Linked DNA regions of Mus musculus: region 1 is linked to region 2. Evidence: chromatin contacts called from public HiChIP or PLAC-seq data. All regions are on one chromosome and are shown on one strand. The core of a region is the stretch at or near the end of the contact, and the rest is flanking DNA. Distances in the headings are between cores, read along the strand shown.

What was found. HiChIP or PLAC-seq counts read pairs in DNA pulled down with a chosen protein or histone mark.
Region 1: an H3K27ac HiChIP or PLAC-seq map of bone marrow-derived dendritic cells shows a contact between it and region 2, with 9 times the contacts expected there. The contact joins the enhancer-like site here to the promoter of Akna in region 2. A contact is called at or near these places in 11 of 39 promoter capture datasets (the 3T3-L1 cell line, 3T3-L1-derived adipocytes, cranial neural crest and 7 more), 4 of 15 datasets of contacts at CTCF or cohesin (embryonic stem cells, large pre-B cells, pro-B cells and 1 more), 143 of 484 Hi-C or Micro-C datasets (the 3T3-L1 cell line, the AML12 cell line, the AtT-20 cell line and 82 more), 34 of 115 datasets of contacts at active chromatin or transcription factors (the 230-238 cell line, CD8 T cells, PVALB interneurons and 26 more) and 2 of 9 other capture datasets (adipose tissue and embryonic stem cells).

What each region holds. Positions count from the first base shown.
Region 1 is chr4:63,938,340-63,945,230 of GRCm38.p6, forward strand. No RefSeq gene overlaps it. Among named protein-coding and RNA genes, the nearest start is that of 8030451A03Rik, 43 kb to the right of the region's middle. Within about 2 kb of position 4,727, at least 28 of the 459 cell types and tissues checked have an H3K27ac peak or open chromatin away from gene starts, as enhancers often do. A contact at or near this core is called in B cells, CD8 T cells, the CH12 cell line and 7 more, where this site is marked.
Region 2 is chr4:63,399,007-63,405,956 of GRCm38.p6, forward strand. It overlaps Akna (AT-hook transcription factor), which reads right to left and starts at 4,439. Exons shown (of 22, transcript NM_001045514.3): 1 at 4,213-4,439. Gm52742 (a long non-coding RNA gene) reads left to right here. Exons shown (of 3, transcript XR_003955424.1): 3 at 2,165-3,120.

The DNA of each region.
Region 1 (6,891 bases), core at 3,477-5,976, 540 kb after region 2:
TTAGCTCAGATAACTGCTGGGTTGATGAGACAAACAGTAGAGCCATCAGAGGTGAAGTGCGATCGAATTTGTGAATCCCCCCCCCACCCCCTAAGTATGTGGTGAAGCCACGAGTTTGAAATCTGAGTCTCCATGGCTTCACAACAAACATTGGTGCTGCCTCCCAGTCCTGGTCAACCCTCTCACCCATGGTCCCACCCACCCCCATTCTGGTTAGTTCCCTCAGCTTTGTCCTACCCTTCAACCTGGCTCAGAAAGTATTCCCTGGTCAACCTAGGCTTACAAATACAGTGCACCTTCCATCAGTTCTTGAGACAAGCCACTGGTGTACTCCCATCCCTTTAAGTGTGGGGATGCTAAAAAGCACAGGAGAGTGGGAACAATGGTGTCATAGGTCTCACCATCATTCAGATCAACAGGGTTGGTCCTATTCCCCATTAGCCTCTGTCAGCCTCAGCTGAACACTGTAGATAACATTCCTCTTTTCTTTGCCCAAAACCTCTGGATCTATTTTCTTCTTCTCTCAGATGCTGCAGGTTCATGAACCTGACTTGGAGTTATCCACAAAAAAATTGTCTTTAAGTGTTCAGATGCATATATCCACGTAAAACACAAGTAATTAAAGTTGTGATACCTAACTGTACGTATATCTGATTGCTGAATGCCCTCCGTAGTCTTAGCTCTGAGAATACATATGAGTAACATTATAGAGTCAAATGCCATATTTCATTTATTCTCTATTTATTCAAAAGTGCAGGAGGCATCCTTGTGTTTGTCTTCGTAGATGGCTGTGTGTATCTCTTCAGGCTTCTAGTATGGAAGAGCTGAGCTGCCTTCTCATTTGTCTGGGGAGGTTATCACACTAGAGGATCAGTAAGTTGTGTATATGCTGGTCTCTGAACCTAGATACCTAGTTCCCGGAGGTTAAGGGCTGCATTTTATTCATCTCTGTATAGTCAGTGTCTGGCACATGATGCTGAGATAAATGAATAAACGAGATGTTGCCGTCTCTCACCTTGATTTTCCCAGCTAGCTTCATCCTTCAGTCTAACATGATAAGAATCAAGGGAATCCCCTGCGTGACTCTGTGACTCTGCCATGCATGTCACTTACAGCTTCTCTGTCACTTACTGCACGTTTGTCTTACAAGTGCCATCACTGAGTCCTTCCATTACACAGCCAGGTACCACTTGAAAACAGGTGTGTTCGAATCCTGAGCCCAGAGCCTCATCTTCTGTTTTGCCAGCACTCAGTCAGTACCTTCTGAACCAAGGAACTGGGCTGATTTTTGCCTAAATGGACATGACATCAGGTCCTGCACTCACCTCTCCAGCAAGCTGTTTTCCCCATCTGAATCTGGGGAAATCACCTTTGTTGATGATCCCACAGCTTCAGTGGCTTGACGCACATCCTCTGCCTTGTGCTCTGTGCTACCTGTCAGAGTTCTAAAAATGCTAAAAGGGATGATTTGATTCAAGTGAGGCCAAGCTCTTAAGTTTAGAGATGGAGCAGAGGAAATGTTCTCAGAATGATGTCATGTAAGAGAAAACTATGCTGAAGGTCAGTACCAGGTCTCCTGTTAGACATTGGGTTTTCTGATAAGGTCAATTTCTTTAGTAGAGAAGAAGACTGGGTTGTGTCTATCCTGTTATCCTTTGATCTTGGGAGGAAGGAAGGAACATTAGGCAAAGACTGGGGATTGGAAGCACACAGAAAGCTTATGCTGCTGATGAAGTGTAGCTTAGAAAGTGCCAGATGGAAGCCCTAATTGATGCTGAAAATTTTTTGACCATAAGAGAAAGCAGACTGAATATGGAAGGACTCTACTAGACAGAATAGACAGAAATCAGCAGCTCTACCCAGCCAGTGACATGGTGCGTTGACACTACGGACACTGCTCCTTCATGTCATAGCCCAGCACTGCTGCTGGGTTCTATCTCCACTTTGGGCAGTTGGTCAGAGAGACAGACTTCCTTTCTTCCCTTCCTCTGCAAATTCAGTCCTTCAGGAAGAACAAGGGCCCAAGGTGAGTCAAGATGGATCAAGATGGTAGCAGAACACCACAGAAATGGGTATTTCTGGCTGTATTTCCAGTGGCCATTTTTTTCTACCACTTGGCCCAGGCTCTCAACATCCCTGGTCCTCAATTTTGCAACACTGGGAAATGGGAATCCCACAAACTGCTCTGCTCCCACTCAGGGTCATAAATTCGGGCCCTAGAATATGTTTTGTAAATGGGTGTACGCTCACGAGCAGAAGGACAGTGTGATTCTATTCTATATTACTGGAAGCTGCGTATTCAACCTCCTCTTGTGAAAATGGGTGACAGATGAAAAAAAAAAAACCTGAGAAATACTCCTTGTGAACAGAAGGACAACTGTAAAGTGGCTGATCAGCAGTCACCTGGTCTGAGACTCTCCTCACCAGTGAAGGCAGTCAGATTCATGTCGTATCTTAACACCGAAAATCAGCTCCTGCCTCTATCAGACAGTCCCTCTCTATTACCGTCATGCTTATAATTTCAGTCAATCCTTGACCTTAAATTGGGGCCACAACCTTCAGATCCTGCTGGGTCACTGATGATCAGAGGATGACACTTGGAATCCAGTAACTCTTGATGCTAACACTTCCCGGCCTCAGCTTTTCCATCCATAGAATGGGGAGAATAACACACACGGCTGTTTTGAGGTCTGCATGGGCTCATTGTGAAAACTGCTTAGTATGCTGACTGTAAGCAGGCAGCACTCAGGAAAGCTGCGGTTATTCTCATAGCAATCCAATGCACTAGAAACGAGTTCTGGGCACTTGCATAACAATTGAGTTAGACCTACATCTTGGGGCTTCCCTACTGGCCCCATTTGTACGAGTAGCCTTCAGCTCAGTGTCTTGTCCCTGCTGGTCCCAATTCTTTGCCCTGAACATCATTCAGCTTATCTGAGGTCTAAATTCCATCTAGTCCCAGTGTTGCCAACAAATTCTGTTTCTTCTTCCTCCTCCTCCTCTCTTGCTACCATTCCACCTAAAGTTCTGTCTGCTGAGTCCATGGAAGACTTCCATGGCGACCACCCAAATGCTGCGGTCTGCAGTCTGAAGCTTTTCCAGGGGCTGTTTACTGTTTAGCCCTTAATGGCCTCTCTGATTTGATCTTGAGTCTCATATGTTCCGACCACAGTGCGCTTCCTTCTGAGCTCATTAGGCTTTAGGGCAGAGCCTGAGACCAAGGCACAAAAGATGGTCCCAAGATCAGGGTGAGGGAGTAGGTGGAGTGAGACAGGGAAGGAAAACAGTTGACATGGGTTGCACAATCAATTGTTTCCTGTTCTGAGTAGCCTTGACTCTGTCCCCCCCAAGGGCAGGTTGACAATGCCTCCCAATTGCCTTGCTATAGGACAGAAACCTTTGACACTCCTCCACTCTTCCTCCCCTGAACTGGAATAGAGTCCCCCATTATTTTACACTTTGAAAATGACTTTGGCTTAGACAAACTGGACTCCCAAGCTCTTGAGAAAGTCCTGAGGCAGAGACGTGGAGACCCACTGGCTTGGAGGGAGAGCATGTGCATATGTATTGCAGATTAAATATGAAAATGTGTCCGTAGATGCTACCTTGTTACCAAGCTGTTCCCCACTCCAGGCCTCTTGCAAGAACTGTGTCTCCCATCATGCATGTTTAGATTCAAATGTCCCAGTTTTAGAGATAGCCCTCTTGACATTCTGTCTGAAGGAGGCTACTGTGGTTCCTCTATCCAATGCCAGTTTTTCTTCATGACCCTTTTCTAGTATCTGGGTTAAAACCTACCAGCTCACAGCATGTCCAGGTCATGGCAGAGGTTCAAGCAAGACTGATGCCAGACTTGACTTGGGCAATTATATAGAGAGGTCAGATTCCAGGGTAAGAAGCAGGTAATAAAGCATGCGATGGCTCAGATGATTATTACGTGTGGGGTGGAGGACATCAAGAGGTGAGGGCAGGGAATTCTACAGAGTTGAACACAAAAGGCACAGAGACCAACTATCAGAGGTTCAGAGGGAGGCAGCAATAGGTTGTCACTCAGAGACAGGACAGACCCAGACTTATATGCACAGGTGGAGGTGGGCTGGCATGGAGAATTTTGTATCTGGTTCCTCTTCTTCAGTGTAGCCAGGTGCATGATGTCATTGGAGGCTGGAGAAAGTGATGACTTCCTTACAGCCTTAGTGCAGATTTCTGTGTGGTTACAGTCTGTTCTCCAAACCTAAACATAGTGGGACTTCAGGAACGAACACAGGGATTTTTGGGTCTCATCTCTATAGCCTCTGTAGACTCATGTGTGTAGCCTAAAATTGCCCCGGGTGTCCTGGAGGGCCTGGAATGAAGAGGCATGTGAAGACATCTTCTACCAGCATGGACTCTCTAGGCTGCAGGTAGACAAGCATGCCTGTACAGCTTCTCTGAACACAGTGTCTCACATTCCCGGAGCTGAGGATATAGGTTCCACTTGATAGTGACCTCATGATCTTGTCTCAATTCTCTGTGCTGCAGGGAACTATCTCCCCTCCACAGGGGAGGCTACAGAGTGCTGCATCCACCCTGCAGGCAGAGAAATCATCAAGGCATATGTCTTTTTGCCTTAAGGATTTTTTTCTCCTCCAAATAGACTTATAACAACAAGTAACCCCCTGGTTTCTATCACTTCTGCATTTAGAGTCTGTACTCCCTCCTGGTAGAGTTGATGTTAGTGGTCACAGGAAAGGGGTGTGGCCCTCTTGTCAGCTCAGATGTGCAGGCTGAGGCTGTTAATCATGTTCACAACCATTGCCACCACTTGGGTAGTAAGGTTTCAAGTCAGCGTGTTTCACTTAATTCCGATTGCATAAAGCAGACCACCGCCTCAGTGACACTGGCCAAACCTGCCTCAGTTTCCAGCTCTGTAGAATGGAGACTATAGGGTGGTGGTGAAGGTTAAATGAACTTTGATATGGACAGCAGCTGTAACAGGAACTGCTGTCAATCAGGGCTTGTTTTATTTTTAGCTCCATCTTTCGTGTCAAAATGGAGGACCTAAAGAAGAAACACCAAGGAGCTTTTACAAAATGGGAATCTGTACAATTTCACATCTTAAATATTATTCTTTGTGGAAGAATTTTTAGTGGTGTATGGGTAAAACAGAGAGCAAATTACATCATTGGCGTGAAAAGGAGAAGAGAGACTGGTGGAAGGAACTAGAACAAATAGACCACAGCATAGACCTGAGCCATGATGACTGAAAGGCAATAACTCTGTCCTTGTAGCAAATTAACCTGGGAGCTGCCAACTGATAGACAGTTGACATCCTGAGCAGCACTGCACACATATTTGTCTGCAGGTATATTTGTGAGGGCACCGGATGCTGTAGGGATATCTCTTGTGACTCCCTAAAGGATATACGACTTTGAGTATAGTTTTCCATAATCAGCTTTGTCATGACCAGCCACCAGAGGTAGACATCTTATGTGATTCTCTGGAGGACCTGGGCCTTTGCTTCATGAGACTAGAGTACCAAATTAGAAGTCATAATGGAAGTGAGATATAATTTTGTCTGCTTCTCACACTCAACTAGGTATGTTTAGAGTTAACATTCATTTTTCTTTGCCTGCTTCATGCTCTTCTGTAAAGCAGCTAAAAGGCACGAGGCACTTGACCTGGCCTGTTCAGGCTTCCACTTAAATTAACCGAAAGCACTCACATTAGCTCCACCTATTGACCAGCCAGTCAAATGGGTATTGATCATTTAGTCTGTGTGAAGGATGGCTGCGGGGAGTATAGCCAAGATACTGTTTGTCATTTACTACGGTGCAGCTCTGTATTGTAGGTACAGCGGTGCATTTATTGTAGTTATATGAGACAGTTATCATTTGTGTTTTATAAAAGAAAACGTTTGAAAACCCTAAATCATTAGGGAGCATGACCAAATGTAGATGGCTAGTTCCATTGTAGAACCAGGATTTGAAAGAGACGGATGGTCCATTCACTCATGAGCACTGCTACTTTTCTCAACAGTGATGACTGCCACAAAGACTCAAAGACATAATTCCTGTTTCCAACACACTCACTGTCTGGCAGGCGAGGCAGTTTCCTGACTGCATGGTCAGGGGTCCTACTTTACCCAGACTCTCGTCTTAGCATTGAAAGCATCTGTTATAAGATGCACATCGAGTGACTTAAGTTCCACTGGAATACTCTGTGGATTACTTGGGGGAAGAGAAAACAAAGGATTATGTGGTGTCTAGGGCAAGGAAGAGAGGGATACGATCTCTTTATGGTAAAGATCTCCTTTATAGGCACGCGCCTCTGACTGCGTTCCAAGTTTCTTGCAGCTTCCTAGGTGAGGTTTGGAAAGGCTCATGTAACAGAGAAATTTGCCCAAGAATAATTTCTTGTAAAAGTGATTCCAACCCAGGAGACAGAGACATTCGTCATGTCTGGGGCTGACTGCTTTTTTTTTTCTTTCAGTAAGAAGCACATTTGTGGGAATATGGATTAAATCAGAGGTGTTGGGGTTCATCACTTTGTAGGGGTAGCTCCTGTGTATGTGGTCTCTGGGGACGTGCTCTTTCAGAATTCCTTTGTTCTCCAAAGAAGAGTGCTTACATTTCCCAGTGTCTCAAATCTTCATGCTTGTCTCAGTCCATTGCACTTGGGATGCAGGCTAGAGACTGAAAACCTGGAGAGGAAACATCTTCAACACCTTGGAAGCAAGAGAGAACCAAGTCAGAGGCCTAGAAGGGAGATACCGTAGGGCTGGGGGTGAGGGCAGATTGCAGTTCACCTAGTTACCATTAGTACCTGAGGCCCTTGCCATGTCAAGTCAAGGGCTTGCTGCTGCTATGAGAATCTCTTTCTTGGTATGACTTTGGTCTTTCCAAGTCTTCC
Region 2 (6,950 bases), core at 3,189-5,688:
AGGAAGGTGGCCAAGTGAGGGCTGTCAAGGTGATGTGGGGGCGGGGAGAAGGTCCCTGGCTACTCAGCGGGCACTGGGTTTTTTTTTACGGGGTGAAGGAATGTTCTGAAAGCGGAAGAGACATGATGTAACCATGTGATTATGCTAAGTGCCGCTGAGTGCTTAGTTGCATGTTATATGAATTTTTGCCTCAAAAAAAAAAAAAATATATTACAACACAGTAGGCCAGGAGTCCTGAGAATACAGAAGATGGGTGACTGACAGCAGGGAGTGCTGGAGGGTGGGGAGGCCAAACTCTGCAAGCTTCTCATGACATCCTGAGCAGCTGTCTGTGACTCTCCAGGCAGAGAGCCCAGCCAAGGGGCCATTGGAGACAGCCCTCGATATTGCTCAGACACTGTACCACAGAGCCTGGCCACAGAGGGACTGTGGGAGGGGCCCTGGTAGCAGGGGAGGTGGCCCAAGGAGGGGCCCCACAAACTTCCTCTTGCCCTCATTCTCTCTTCTCCCTTCACACTCTGCTTCTGACTCTTTGCTGGTATTTCCTGTGTCAATCACCGCAGTAAACTCAATCAACCCAGCCTCGGGATCAAGGCACAGGACCTAGGGGCTGCCAGCCACTCGGTGATCAAAGAACTGTGACTGCCCACACTTAGTGTCTATAAAGGTAGGCCCAGAGAGGGAAGGGCCTTTCCCAGAGTAGAACAGGAATGAAGACCAGACGTGGGTAGAAGCCAGCTTCTTGGTACCAGCGTGAGCAAGTCTGTCAAGGATGGTATAGGACCCCATCCTCTGAGGTTGAGCAGTTGGAGTTCTCCTTGAGCCTCTGGGGGGCACTTGGGCGATGCTCTCACAATGTAGTTGGGGAAAGTCATCAGGCAGCTATTTCTAGACTCAGTTCCCCAGAGACAGGGACTGCTTGGGAAAGTCTGGCTGCACAAAGACTAGGCAGCGCCATGGGCTAAGTCCTTTAGCTGTGACTCTCCCTGCCCCCCCCCCCCAGCTAGTCCTTCTGCCCCAGGCCCTGTAGAACTCCTGAATGTCCCACGTATCTCTACACACACACACACACACACACACACACACACCCCGCCCCCGCTCTGCTAGGTCAGCAGGGAGCTTAACAGAGCTGCCTTCCCATCTCAGTAGCAAGATCGAAGCTCAGAAATAACAGTGACTAACCAGGCCAGGATCCACTGGTCAGTAAGTACTATGACCTGGCCCAGGGCTCTTGTTTGGTCAGTAACCACACATCCCCAACAGTGATAATCTGCATACTTCTAACTGCATATCCACATATCCAAATACTACATTATTAGGAAAAGAATTTTAAAATGAAGCAAGAGAGGGCTGGTGAGATGGTTCAGCAGCTAAAGGCCCTTGCCGCCAAGCCTGAGGAACTGAGTTCGATCCCTGGGCCCCACATGATAGGAAAGAACTGACTCTCAAATGGGCCACGACATTCTACATATGTACATACGTAACACATGCACAAACACACTACAATGATTAAATGTAATTTTTTTTAAAGGATGAATGGAAAAGTTCTTAAGTTGGGTCTGGAGGGATGGCTCGGCAGGTAAAATGCTGGCCTCACAACCCTAATGACCTGAGTTCGAGTCTCCAGAACTCACATAAAAGCTGCGTGCAAGCATGTGTAACTCCAGCACGCTCCTGCAAGGAGATGGACACCAGACAGGATGTTGTCAGCCAACCTAGCATACACAAGCCGTGAGGGAGGGAGGGGCTGCCTAAAACAAGTTGGCAACTGAGACTCACACTCCAGGTTGTCTTCTGGCCTCTGGTGTGTGCAGTGGCACCCATGTACTGCCCCGATCCCCACAAAATACTGTAAATCTAAGTTCAAGGCCCCTCGTTCCCGTACAGGACCTGCACCCCTACTTCAAATCCATGGTGATGGGGGATCCCGACCTTGTGTGCACTCGGTTGATGTCTGTGGGATCCTGGCTCAGAGGCCCCAGGTCAAGTCTTCAGACTCTTCCTTTAAGCAAGGACCTCAACAGAGCCTCTCCAGCTTCAGCCCAGTGCGGAGGCGAGGGCAGGTAGAGGGGGGTGCAACCACACCTCCTGACATCTCTGCTGAGGCAGGGCTGCAGCATGTGGTTTTCTGACTTTTGAAATGTCATTTTTTTCTTTCCCCTAGCCCACCGCAGAGCAGCCTGCACCATCGCAGAGGCCCCTACGTGCAGAAAGAGGAACGGCCAGTTTGCTGCAATGACTCAGCCACAAAAATCTCACCGTTCTCCGGAGAGCCCACACATCCCTGGCAGCAACAGTCAGTGGTTACAGTTTTGCACCCATTTCTCAAGTGCCTCGACTTGTGAGCTTTACCTGAGAAAGACCTTACTCTTCTGTGCAAGTCACAGCCCTCAGTGTCATGGAGCCTGGAACTGGCCAAGTCAGGTAGTCAATCAACAAACACACATCAGTGTCAAATAGGTACCAACCTCAGGCAGAGATGAAGTTGCAATAGAGCAGCAGGCTGAGCACCAGGCAAGCAGATCCCAGCCAGCCCTGTATGTTCCAGCCACTCGAGGCATGTGGCTGGCTGACTGCTCCTCTCTGTAAAGGGGAATGGTGGTCACCTAGGCCTGTTCCTGCTGCACCCATCCCTCTGTCTGGTGAGCACCCTGACCCTCAGAGACGCACCAAATGAACTTGGAGGTTCTCAGCCCCTAGGATACAGAAACACACATGCTTGCCAAGATCCCACCCTCCGTGGAGGACGCAATCCAGAAAAACCACTGAAGAAGGAAGTTTGGTGACAGCTTTAACAGACCAAGCACATCTAGGGGAGAAAGAGGAAGGGGAATCGGGACAGAGGAACAGCACAGACAAAAACACAGAGGTCTGAAAATACAAGCTGAACTTCAAGGATGGCTCAGGGCCTGGCCCCTGAGTGCCACAGGCAGGCAGGGAAGTCTGGACAGCCGTCAGGGTAGCAGTGGAAGCTGGGGATTCGAATTATGATGTCCTGACCCAGGAGGGCCAGCCCCTCTATAACTAGGTCCTGCTAATGGTTGGGCCATTGAGCTAAAGGTCCCCACCTGCCCCCAGAGAAACTGCACCCCACCCTCCCCAAAAAAACACCAAACACTGCTTTCTCTATGTCCTTGCTTCTTATCACCTAACACCTGTACAGAACTGATCTCCATGTTGTCACACCCTCCAGGGATTCTATTTAGCAACTAGCTAGGCAATGCCCTGTTCCCCACACACTGCTTCATACAGCTCTCTCTCTCTCGAGCGCGCGCGTGCGTGCGTGCATGTGTGTGTGTGTGTGTGTGTGTGTGTGTGTGTGTGTGTGTGTGTGTGCGTGCGTGTGCGTGTGTGTCCAGGATGATCCTCCCCCACTGAAGCTTCAACCTTCAGCAGCCCTGGCATTCAGAATCTCCATGCTACCCAGCTAGAGAGAGCCAGGACATCCCCACCTTAACCTCATCCCGATGAGGAAACAGAGGCACCCACCTAATGAGAACAACCAGGAAGTTTAGAACACTGTGACTATTAAACCAAGGCCAGGAGATGTATAGGAGGCAGGAGGATGGCAGGGGAAAGACCTCCTTACCAAGCTGCTGGACCCTTTTGAAGGGCTGGGCTGTGGGGCTCCAAAGCAAGTTTGGATCCGTGGCAGGGCATAGACCTGTTCACAGGAGTGGCCTTTGGCCTGCGGCAAGTGGAGATACCCATGACGGATGTCCCCGGACTGTCCCTTGGCTCACCCAAAGAGCCTGGGAGGAACTAACAAGGGGCCAGGCTATTACTGACTCTCATCTTGTCCTACTGTAGCTCTAAGCTGGCTTCCTGGCCCCCACTTTGTCCCTGCCCTTATTTGGGTAGGAGGGTGTCATCTCCTGGCCTGTTCCTCACTTCCGAACATCTCGAGACCCTCAGTAACCCAAGCACTAACTGGCCTTGAGATGAGCCCACCCCGGGGGACAGAGAGGGACCAACACGGGTCCAAGTTCACCAAGGGAACCAAATTGGATCTGGAACTGGAAACTAGCATCTTGGGGTCCACTCTTTCGTGGGGGCCGGACTCCCAGAACTGGACAGGAGTGGCAGCAGCTGCGTAGCTGTGATTTCCTGGCTGGGCTGGGCTGCCTGCCAGGGTTGTCCAGAGTCTATGACTGGCCCATCCAGAGGGAAGGCGGCCTTCCCTCTGGCCCTCCTCCTGGCTCAGCTCCTTACCTCACTAGTACTACACCACCATCCTGCCGGCCTGGGCTCAGGGGAGCTGCCCACAAGGTCTTTGTTTCAAACCTGGGGAGCCCCCTGCCTCCACAGCAGCCTGGAACGCCTCCAGACTGCTCTGCCAGCCAGAACGGCCTCAGCTCACAGACAAGCATCCCTCCCCACTTCTCCCCGCCCCTGCAGCTGAGGCCTTGCCTTGCCTCCTCCTCCTTGCAGGAAGCGCCCAGCCTGATTTCCTACAAGTGTTTGTGAAAAGGAGGGGGGGTTACTCTGCGGAGCTGGCGCCAAGAGCTTAACCCTTTGCTGGGCAAGTGTGGGGCTGCATTGATGGGAAGAGAACTTCTGAGGCCTTGAGTTTGAGACCACCTCAGTTGCAACCACAACCGTGCTTGTACGAGCAGGAAGTCCAGAGAAGGCTTGGCTAAAGTCACATTGCATGCCGGTCCCAGGAAGAGGAGCCTGCAGTTCCTCCACTCCCACCCCAAAATTGGTCTCTTCCATCACCGAAGACTTTATCAAAGCCTCTCCCACTGTGTAGGTCTCATTGCCCATCCTCACAGGAGGGAAAGGGGAACCTCAGCCTTGGCGCTTGCTCCTGTCTGTCCAGCTTTAACTTCGTCTACTAACACAAGTCTCATCATCTCAGGGCAGACTTAGGGATTTCTGCCCTTCCACTTACTGTCCATGCCTAGAGATAAGATGAGCCTGCACTGGAATTGTCTAGGTAAGAAGGAAGAACTAGAGGATCAGGTGAACATCTCCTCTTGTAGCTTCTCCCTCAGAGGCCCCAGAGATGAAGGAACAGAATTATCTTCATGGCCAACCTGTGGCTCCTCAGGTCCCTTCACCTCTGTGAGAGGTGTAGCCATCTGAAGAAGCAGGGTGGGACACAGACACATCACACCTGGCCCTTCACTCTATAGTGAAGTGTGTAAGATGTCAGGTGTGCCTGAGGCAGAGTATGAGACAGGCTGGTGACCAACGTCTCCTGCTGCTTTGGTATCTCTGAGGCTGAGGACTCGCAGATCCTAGGGAAACACCCGAGGTTTCAGGTCTCAGATGCTGGACCTGCCCTGGCTGAAGACAGGGGCCTGAGAGTAACAAGCTGAGTGGGGGTGAGGCAGGACTATCAGGAAGGTCTGGGTGGGGAGGCCACAGTCACACAAGCGGCCGGAAGGACAGAGAGGCAGAAGCAAGCCGCAAGCATGACTGATGAGAATGTTCTAGAAAGGCAGCTGCAGAGACCTGAGAGAAGCAGGAGGCCCTTGAAGACAACAGGATATGATGTGAGAGGACTCAGGGGCCGGGGCAGGAGGTACAGAATCTGACCTTCAGGATCCAGGCTGACGGGGCAGGCAGGAGGAGGCAGGAGCCAGGTAGAAGGAAGATGCTGCAGGAGCCCTAAGTCCGCTCCTGGCTCTCTACTCTGCCCCTGCTGACCCAGAGAGTCAGGAAACAGAAGAGACATGAGGTCAACCCTCTGCCATCCAGAAAGCCCTGGGGGGGGAGGGGGGACCTCAAGGGAGCAGCCAGGCTGGGGACCACCCAAGAGTGATGGAGAGAATCTTAGAGTCCATAGGCCAGGGAGTTCAATGCCAGCATGCCAGCCTCACCTCCTGCTGGCACTGTGACCTCAGTGGCTAGAGCCATGGTTTTCCTTTCTGTGGAACAGGGCTAACCAGAGTGGCCACTGCCCTGGAGAGGCTGCTGTCAATTCCATGACAGACGGCCTGCCCAGTGTGCAGTAAGGGACCTTAGGACCTATGTCATCACCATAGTTTCTGCCCCCGGGTCTCCTTAGGTGGGAGAGTCTGGTCTCCTCCAAGGGCTTGTGACTGATGGGTGAATGGAATGAATGAATGCTCTTGAGGGCCAGCTGCCAGGATCTGGCTAAGTCTGAGCTAGCACCAAGCACTTTCAACCGAGTAACCTCTCAACTCCTATCTCCCAGGCCCTGCCTTGTACACACATCTGGGGGCTGGGGCTCCCTTTGCAGTCCCCCGGCGACTATGGAACAGAGCCAAATCTTATCAAGACCCTGTCTACTGCTCTGGCGACCATGTGGCCCATTGTGTGGGTGGCAGGCTCCCCTGACATCCTGTCACTCACCCGCTCACCCTCCCTGATCATTAACCCATCAACACCAGGTGGCTGCCGCAGCTGGCACACCCTCAGCCTTGTTGAAAGACAGCAGCCAGTATTTACTGTCCTTCACCCCGACACTGGGCCTTTTCCTCCCCCAGCCCCCTTATCCTTCCCCTTGCCCACATGGTATTCCTTTCTGGAATACTATCCCTCAAGTTTACCCATCCAAAGCTACAGACAAACTGAGCCTGGGCACAGTAGCTTTCTCCCAGCTCCTGTCCCCAGCCGGGCCCATCCTTTATTTGGGGTCTCAAGCCAAACTGGGTGGTCCACCTGGCCACTCCCTTCATCATTTAATTCCTCTACCATTGAGTCCCGTTTGCTGAATTTCCTAAACCTCACCAAACTCTAGCCCTGTCTGTCCTCACATATCTTTCATAATCTTTCTGCTCTGGAGAAAACACCCCAGCCCACAACAGCCTCATGGGATTTTCTCAAACAGCTTTCAAACCCAGCCGGACACAGGTTTGCCACTTGGGGTGCTCTGGACCCAGCACTAGGACAAACAGAGGCTGCAGCCTGGCCCTGCTCCACCCTCCCTCACTTCTCCCATTGCTTCCTCATCCTTTGCCTCAGATACAGTGTTTTCC